Regions from separate parts of the Mus musculus genome. Here region 1 is linked to region 2. A link is a contact called in public promoter capture Hi-C data. All regions are on one chromosome and are shown on one strand. The core of a region is the stretch at or near the end of the contact, and the rest is flanking DNA. Distances in the headings are between cores, read along the strand shown.

Region 1 (4,322 bases), core at 1,591-4,090, 130 kb after region 2:
GCGTCATGTGTTGCGTTGCCCAGCAAGCAAGTGAGAAGATTGATCGGTTCCGTGCTCATGCTGCCCGGGTGTTCCTGACTCTCTTGCACTTCGACAGCCCTCCCATTCCCCATGTTCCCCACCGCCAAGAACTGGAAAGTCTGTTTCCCAGGTACTGTCAGATACAGATCCCCTGGTAGCCCAGTCCCTCCAAGCATGGCCTTCACTTGAGGAAATCACTGAAATCACTTTCTTTCAGGTCTGATGTGGCCACTGTGAACTGGAACGCACCTTCCCAGGCCTTCCCTCTCATCACCCAGCTCTTGGGATTGCCTACCTATAGATACCATGTCCTGCTGGGGCTGGCTGTGTCTGTGGGTGGCTTGACAGAGTCTACGGTGAGGAAGCATTTGGCTGTGCAGAGCAGGGGACACGGGATTCTTTCCAGAGGGTTCTGACCCAGATGTGTGCACTTCACATGTCCACTGTCTTACCAGCCCCATACCTGTCTGATCCTCATGTCTCTGTAGTCTGCAGTTGTATCTGTTTGGCCCCAGGCATTTACTGTCATTGTAGTAGCCCTGAGAACCAAGGGAGAAGCTAGCCATGCTGAGCCACAATACCGCCTTTTGGGTTGCAGGTCAGACATTCTACACAGAGCCTCTTTGAGTACATGAAGGGGATTCAGAAGGATGCTCAGGTCCTGCAGAGCTTCAGTGAGACCCTCCTGAAGGTCTTTGAGGACAACCTTTTGAATGATAGGTGAGTGGTGTCTTCAGACAGGGTACTTGTGACCTGATTGTATTTCCACAGAGTCCAGGTCTTCCAGGGACACATTTGTCATAATAGATGAGGAGCGGGACCCAGCCAACTCCCAAGTTCTAGCTCCAACACTCATCTTCTACGGACCCCAGGAATTCATCTCCTCTGTGTCTTGCTGGTCCCTAGGCCTGGCACTGATTGGTAATCCCTTTCCCTTGATGCACTCTCAGCAGGAAAATGACTTTGTATGTGTGGAGATGCAGAATACCAAGTGAAGTGGAGTGAGGCTCTAGTCTGTAGGAATATTCTCCATCTTTTCTTGTCTGTAATAGCCCCACTGAGACATAAGAGCCCTGAAAGACAACACACGGAGTGTGTGCCCTGGTTCCTTGGGATGCGTATTCCACAGATCCTTTCCCGTTCACCGAGTTTTCCTCCTGCTCCTTGGAGCCCTCCCAGCTGTTCACTTTGGCAGACAAGCACAGTTACTTCTGTCTGTCCTTGTTGTTGCCTGGCCAGGGCCTGTTGTGGACAGGAACTGACTCGTTTGGATATTCCCCATTTCCTGCCCTACAGACAGCTACAGTGGACATTCCGAGATTGAGTCTCTGTAGACGCACATTCTCTTTCCTTGGGTACTCATTGAGTAATGGACAGCTGAGTCACGTGGGTTGCTTGTTTACATGTAAAGATGCTGGCTCCCTCTGTTCCATGGCTCACCAGCATTAGTGGTCCGTCTCTCAGGTGGCTGTTGGACACTCGGTTGCCCTCCTAGTATCTGTTCATTGCCATAGCTTGTGTAGATGGGCTTTCCTTCTCACTGTTGTTTTAGGATGACTTCACTATATGGGGCAAGTCTCTGTCAGATTTGTAGTTTGAAGGACCCAGCTACCACCTGTCCTGGGCTTCAGTGAGCAAACAGTTGCTGAGGAATCCCCACCTAATTTGGAAGTCCCTGAGAGCTCTGGTACTCTCCAGAAGGTTCAGCTTTAGGTTCTATCGTCAGCCCTACAGTCTGAGGACACACAAAACAAACTCAAAACTGTTTAATTTTGCAAATGGTTGTTCAGATGTTCATACTGTCTGCTGGACTGTCCACTGCACTTGTTTTGCATCTTGTCAAAACCGTAAGGTGTACAGGTGAATGCTGGACTCTACCAGGCCATCTGACATCTATGCATCAGGAATCTTGTTCTTATCTTTGCTGTAGGTAATTCACGAAAGAAGCCACATTGTCTCCAGCTATATTCTTATTTTCCATAGTCAGTTGGCATTCTTGTAAGCATAATGCTGGTGTGTCTGATTCTAGGAATTTAACAGGACTGTCTTGAGTTACCCCATTTAGGAAGGGCTATCATGGTGTTAAGGGTTTTTTTTTGTTGTTGTTGTTGTTGTTACTGTTGTTAGGTTTTTTGGTTTGTGTTTTGTTTTTACTTGTCAAGAGCACGTCCCTGTTTCTCACATGGGTGTCTCTAGGTTCTTGGGTGTTTCTGTGGGTCTCATGTTTGCTTATCTCCTTCTCTCAGGGTGTCTGTATCACTGCTGAAAATGCTGGACCAGCTGTTGGCTAATGGGTGCTTTGACATCTTTACTGCCGAGGAGAAGTAAGTATCTGCTTGCTTAGTGCTCCCTGTCCGACAAAGCCTAGTTCCCCAAATCTCAAAAAAATTTTATTGATTGATTGACTTGCCATCTCACTGTGTTGCTCAGACTAGCTCCAAACTCGTGATTCTGCCCACTCAACCTTTCAAGTGCATACAAATCTTTGGCCACCAAATATGGCTGTTATTTTAAAGACAGAACACTTGGATTATGATCTCAGAACCCAGAAGAAGACAATGCAAACTCAGGCAACAGACAACAGGATGGGGTGAAGTAGTGCCCTGCTCTCCAGGTGGGAAAGTAGACTTGGCCAGGTGAGATGGCTCACATGCTAGGGCTAGTAGGCAGCGAGGTCTGGACGTTGGAGCTTGAGATAAGGCTGGACGGAAACAGGACAGTGCATGGGCCGTGTTATGGGACCCAGGAGTATGCCTGTGCCCATCCCAGCTGGACAGAAGTTATGGGGCACAGGGCACACACAAAGCAGCTGCTTCCTACTTTTGTGGTTTGTGGTTCCTTAGCCTCCTGTTGAGAGGAGCAGACAGCCATGGTGCACGACAGCTCTCTGGAACCATCTAGGTGCCAGCTTCGCTTCCTGACTGAGTGATAGATACCATCTTGGTGACTTTAGCTTCTATGAATGCCTTATGGTCTTCACTGAATTCTCTCTTGATTTGGACAGCTTTGTATTTCATGAAGATGTGTGAGCATCTACTGTTGCTTAGAAACTCCCTGGTGGTTTTGGATCTTGCTTTATACTGACTGGTGGATTCAGATCAAGAGGATCTCAGTTGATGTCCTCCCTCTCTGAGTCTTTGCCCACTCCAGTTTGCCCCATTAAGAGGATCTATGCCTAGTTTTCATAGGATCTTGTATGGGGTTTTGGTGTGGTTTTCTCCCTTGATCTTGAGCCTCGTCTTTGTGCTTACTGCTGACCAGCATTCAGGTGAAGCCCTAAGGCCAGGCGCTCCACTGTCTCTGCGCTCTGCCTTGAGATCCTGCATGCATCACACACCCAGGGCTGCTGGAGGGGACCAGCTTGCTTTGCTTGAAGTCTGTAGTGTCTTTGTTGTTTAACTGTCTGTCTTTGCTGGATGCTGAAGATGGCGTTTCACCTGACACTACAGGGCTCCCTCTGACACTGTGTAGCACTGCCTTTCTAAAACCTTCCCGGGTAGCTTGAACACTCACAGGGGCATGGCCCGGCTAGGATGCTCTTCTCCACACCGATGGATTCATCTAGGAAAATGCTCTAAGGATTTGACATCTATTTTTCTGGCTTAAAAATTTCAAAATAAGATAGTAGGAAAATAATGATATAAATGTTTTTACTTCTCTTTTTTGTTCTTTATGGATTTTGAATTTTGGCACATACAAATGTAGGGCTGCCTCAAATATCAAATGATGATGTTTTTGGAGGTGTTTCTGCTTACATTCTTTGGCTTTTTTTGTTGTTTTTTTTTTTTTTTTTTTTTTTTTTTGGTAGTGTTTTAATTTTTATTATGTTTGGGTTTGTTTTGTTTTGTATGTCAGTTGCTAACAGTATATGTACTTTTGTAAAAATTCAACCTGACAATCTGATCTTTTAACTAAGTCTATAAATCTATTTCATTTAATCTTACTAGTTTTTTTATTAAAGTAATTTTGTGTGTTCTATGCTTTGTCTGATTAGCAGAACCATTTTCCTCCATTGCATTTTCTTCATTTCTGGGACTTTTTCCTCTCTCTGTGTTCCTCGAGAGTTCCTAATACTATTTCCATTCACTGTGCCTTTGTACAGTTAGTGCTTGAATGAAAAATAAAAGAAAAAAAGGAGGACATGAGTGCTCCTAGGTATGGTGGAGTAAAAGGTTTATTGTAAATAACAGAGGCAGAGACGTCTGGGAGAGTCCAAAGTGAACACGACCCGAGTGGGCCTTCCTTGTGAGGAGAGGGGCGAAGGAGAGGGGAGAGCTAGGAGACCAAGAGCCCCGGGGGGT
Region 2 (4,215 bases), core at 264-2,763:
ACCTGCTGGCACAGCCTTGTCCATGCTCCTACATGAGACTAGCCAGGACAGTCATAAACCTGCTACTTGCCTGCTTGGGTCCTTTGGTTCCTGGTCCCTGTACTTATCCCTGCACATTTCCTGTCAGCTCCCCCCTCCCCCTCCCCGACACAGATCTTTCCCACTGGCTGTGCTGTGTCTCTTCTTGTTCAGCTTCTCCTGGGCAAGGCCCCTTGAGATTGTCCTTGAGCTGCCTTTGGGGACGCAGCACCTTCCCTTCCTCCCTTCCTTCTCCTTTCCCCCTCTTTTCCTCCTTCTTCCCCTTACTCTTCTTCCCCTCTCCTTCCCTTCCTTTGTGTGTTTCCTCCCTTATAGGATCTGTCTAGAGTCACTGAGTCAGAGGTCTGGGTTCACATTGTCAGCCAGATGTTGGGTGGAAGGAAACAGGCTTGTGCAACATGAGGTTGTGGTAGAGGAAGGTCCTTGGGTCGGGGTTGGTTGTTGGATTAGGTTGTGGAGGATATATCTTGAGATTAAGGGAGATACTTGGAAGGAGTCAGAGCTGAGAAGCATGTAGATGTTCCCTGGCTGTGGTGGGTTAACGATGCCCATCTATTTGTAAAGCTGGTGGTTAGTTGGGGCCCAGGAGGGAAGGAGGTAGGGTGGTGAGGCCTCTGAGTAACTTTTTGAGAGATCCTGATGGGCAATCAGCTGCTGGGCCATGGTGGTCAGGGATTTGGTTTCTGAGAGAGAGAGAGAGAGAGAGAGAGAGAGAGAGAGAGAGAGAGAGAGAGAGAGAGAGAGAGAGAGAGAGAGAGAGAGATGCAGGCATCTGACCTAACCTGTTCAGGGATCTAAGATGACTGGGAGGAAATGTGTGTGGTGTGTGGTGTGTGGTGGGATGTGGGTGAGCTTTCAGCATTGGAGTCTTACTGAGCATCTCCTGTGTGTTTGCGTTCCCCTGTAGATTTATCACACGTCCCGATGTCAAGCAGAGAAAGATGGCCAGCTTTCTGGACTGGAGCCTTTGCACCTTGGCCCACTCTTCCTTCCAGACCATCGAGGGTGTCATTACCATGGATGGGATGCTGCAGGCCCTGGTGAGCCCTGCCCCGGGACAGCATGTGGAGCTCCAGCACTGTGCCCAAACTGTTGGTTCCATTCACTCTGTGTTTGAATTACGGGAACCTGGTAGGATTAATTTGCATTACAGGGTTGTGGTTTCATTTTCCACTGCTGTGTGCTTAGTGTGTAAGGCTGGACTGGAGTGGTGGCTTCCAGGAGAAAGCTGAAGAACTGTGCTTCACCACTAGAGGGCAGCGGCGCCTGCAGAACTGCAGCCTTTAGTTTTTTTGTCGTAAAGCAGTGAAACCAGCCCAAGTGAAAGAAGGCAGAGGGCTTGAAACCTGTTTGCTTACGTGGGTTACAAAATTTCTAGTTCCCGAGTTTAAATACAGACACTGGGGCCCGTCTGGAGATGCCCACTGTGCCCATCCTTCCTATTGCTGGTCTTCTCTGCTTGTCTGTTGTATGGCTTTTTAGTACTGACAAGGAGAACCACTCTGGTGTGAAATCTCAGAGGACATGGCCCTATTAACAAGGCTAGGAAGCTCCTGGACCAGTATTCCGGAGGTCACAGATGGACCCCCTAAGGCTTTGTTTGGTTTTGATGGTCAGCATTAAGAAGGTCATGGTGCCTCTCCAAGTCTGTCTCTAGGGTTAATGTTTACAAGGTTACAGAGACTCTCTGAGGCCATGGTATTAAGAGTCAGTATTTTGGACGAAGGCATGGATAGCTGTATAAGGCCCTGGTTTCTAGGGTTTGGCATTCTGGAGGGTGCAGATAGCCTTCTGAAACTGTGCGGCTCCAGGGTCAGAAACCTCTTCCTTGTTTTTCTTTGATTACACTGGATGCGATTTGACAGTAGTTCTTGTCCTTGTCTTGAAGGCAAAGGGAGCTGACATGTCACTTAGAAGTAGGATCCTTTGGAGAAGTCTGAAGGCAACCAGTCATACTGAGTTTGGCTTTTTGTACTACTCCTTAATACAGGTCCTGATGCAGGGTGGGAGGTATCAGGGCAGGTGCCAACAGCCCTGGGAAGGGGACATGCAACCTGGGACGGGAAGGCAAGTCGAGGCTCTCTGGACCTACTCCATGTGCCTCTGCAGCTGAATGTGTATCCTGGTTGTGGGGATGAGAAACGGCTGGTGTCTCTTTATTTTCAGTGATATTGCCATTGCCTTTCAGAGGCCTGCCATTCAAAACATGCAAGAGGGAGGCCTGGGAAAATAAAATGTTTCTTAAGACCTGAGCTTCTGCTCTGCTGCTCTCTCTGAAGACTTGGCGGCTCCAGATGGGCGTTAGTTCATTTTGTTAGGTCTACAGAGTTGTATAGCCACCGTTGTCTCTTCTCAGTATGCCATTCCGCATACACACTGCATCATACTCCACAGGCCAGTGGCACTGAGCTCACCTGTCTGGGAGGTGACTTTTATGTAGGATAGGCTCTTTTCCCTGAGCACAGCGTCTGTAGGGTCTGCCCACCCTGTGGCAGGCACGCGTCAGTTCTTCACTACTTTTTCGCAGGCCGAAACTGTTTCATTATGTGACTGTTTTTGACTGTTGTGATTAATGCTACTGGGGAACATAAAATAGGTTTTTAAAAATTTATAATTATTTTGGGTATGTATCAGTAGGTGTTTCTCTATTTGTGTATAGTAATAGATTGTTTTCCTCAGCACATAGAACAACCCCCCCCCTTTTCTTTTTGGTAGTGCTGGGGTGTCAAGCCAAGACCCTTAAACATGACAGGCAAGTACTGAACTATCTATCCTTACCCAGCCCCTGAGAGTTGTTTTTTTTCCCTTTGTTTAACTATAGTATTTTGTTTTTGAAGTTCTTTTTGTTTTTGTTTTGTTTTTTTAATTATAGTTGTGGGGCCCAAGAGATGGCTCACTTGCTGCTTTTCCAGAGGACCCTAGTTCAGTTCCCCGCACCCAAGTTAGGAGGTACATACAGAACACCCTGTAACTAGTTCTGGGCGATCTGGATGTCATCTTTCGGCTTCTGAGAGCACTTACACACACATGTGCGTATACACCCAGATGCACATACATATATCCATAAATAGAAATAAAAAAGTAAAATAGATAAATAAAATAAAAATTAGAAATAAAGAAAAATTATGGTTGCCCCCACTTATCAGTTGTGGTACGCACATGAGCACATACACAAACTAAGTTATTGATGAGATGTGAGGTTCTGCCTATGGTAGATATCTTTGGGGTTTGCAGATTCAGCTGTACAGCCCATACCTTGGGAGGCCTTTGTTCTAGCTGTGGGGAGAGGCAACTACAGAGGTTTTATTGTGATTTCCATTTTGATTGTAGCAGTAGAGGTTAGTGCAAGTTGTGGCTTACCCTGAAAGGTAGTGTGAGGAAGGAAGAGGAAAGAGTGGGGCAGAGGTCACAGTTGATTTATAAATCGTGGTAGGTGTTGTACATTTGTGTTTTAGGTAATTCTGATGAATAGGTAGATAGAAATAGTTTATTTGAAAGATTTGGGTGTAAGTAGGTTCTTAATATTTTTGGCATGAATCTTTAAAATTTTTTTTTTCTTTTTATATTTGCTTATTGCCTGTGTGGAGACCAAAATGCTCTTAATTGTTGAGCCATCTTTTGAGCCCAGCAGCAGCAACAACAATAAAGAGTTCGAAACAACTTATTGAACGTTTTCTGTGTCCCTCATTCGGTTCCAGGGATTGAACTCAGTCTAAACTTGACCAACTGATCTATCTCTGCCTCCCTGCCCGACCTGCTGTCTTCTCTCCACCCATCCATCCCACACCCACCCAGTTCCCACTCCATTTGTTTGTTTGTTTGTTTGAGACAGGGTTTCTCTATGTAGCTGTGACTGTCCTAGAACTCTTGTAGACCAGGCTGGGCTTGAACTCAGAGCTCTATCCACCTGTACCTCCAGAGGGCTTGAATTAAAGGTTTGTGTCACAATACCTGGCTTTCTACCTACTTACTGTGCAGCCTTGGTTTACCTGGGACTTGTAGCCCAGGATGGCCTTGAACTTGTGTTAATATTCCTGCTTCTTCCTCCTGAGTGCTGGATCTCAGGTGTGAGCCAACACCCCCGGCTTGGCCTGAGTCTTGTTGAAAGTTTTCACATCAAGAGAATACAGGAAGGTCTGACAAACCGTAGCTAGAGTCTGTTACTGCATGGTGGTG

The links. Capture Hi-C pulls out chosen DNA fragments and counts their contacts.
Region 1: a contact with region 2 is called in a promoter capture Hi-C map of pancreatic islet. The contact joins two enhancer-like sites. A contact is called at or near these places in 2 of 15 datasets of contacts at CTCF or cohesin (embryonic stem cells and pro-B cells), 41 of 484 Hi-C or Micro-C datasets (the 3T3-L1 cell line, B cells, CD4 T cells and 23 more), 2 of 115 datasets of contacts at active chromatin or transcription factors (bone marrow-derived dendritic cells and stem cell-derived neural progenitor cells) and 3 of 9 other capture datasets (adipose tissue, liver and pancreatic islet).

The regions. Positions count from the first base shown.
Region 1 is chr11:121,602,996-121,607,317 of GRCm38.p6, forward strand. It overlaps Tbcd (tubulin-specific chaperone d), which reads left to right. Exons shown (of 39, transcript NM_029878.4): 31 at 1-151; 32 at 239-377; 33 at 620-741; 34 at 2,268-2,345. Among named protein-coding and RNA genes, the nearest start is that of B3gntl1, 68 kb to the right of the region's middle. Within about 2 kb of position 2,841, at least 14 of the 459 cell types and tissues checked have an H3K27ac peak or open chromatin away from gene starts, as enhancers often do.
Region 2 is chr11:121,474,593-121,478,807 of GRCm38.p6, forward strand. It overlaps Tbcd (tubulin-specific chaperone d), which reads left to right. Exons shown (of 39, transcript NM_029878.4): 7 at 947-1,079. Among named protein-coding and RNA genes, the nearest start is that of Tbcd, 25 kb to the left of the region's middle. Within about 2 kb of position 1,514, at least 55 of the 459 cell types and tissues checked have an H3K27ac peak or open chromatin away from gene starts, as enhancers often do.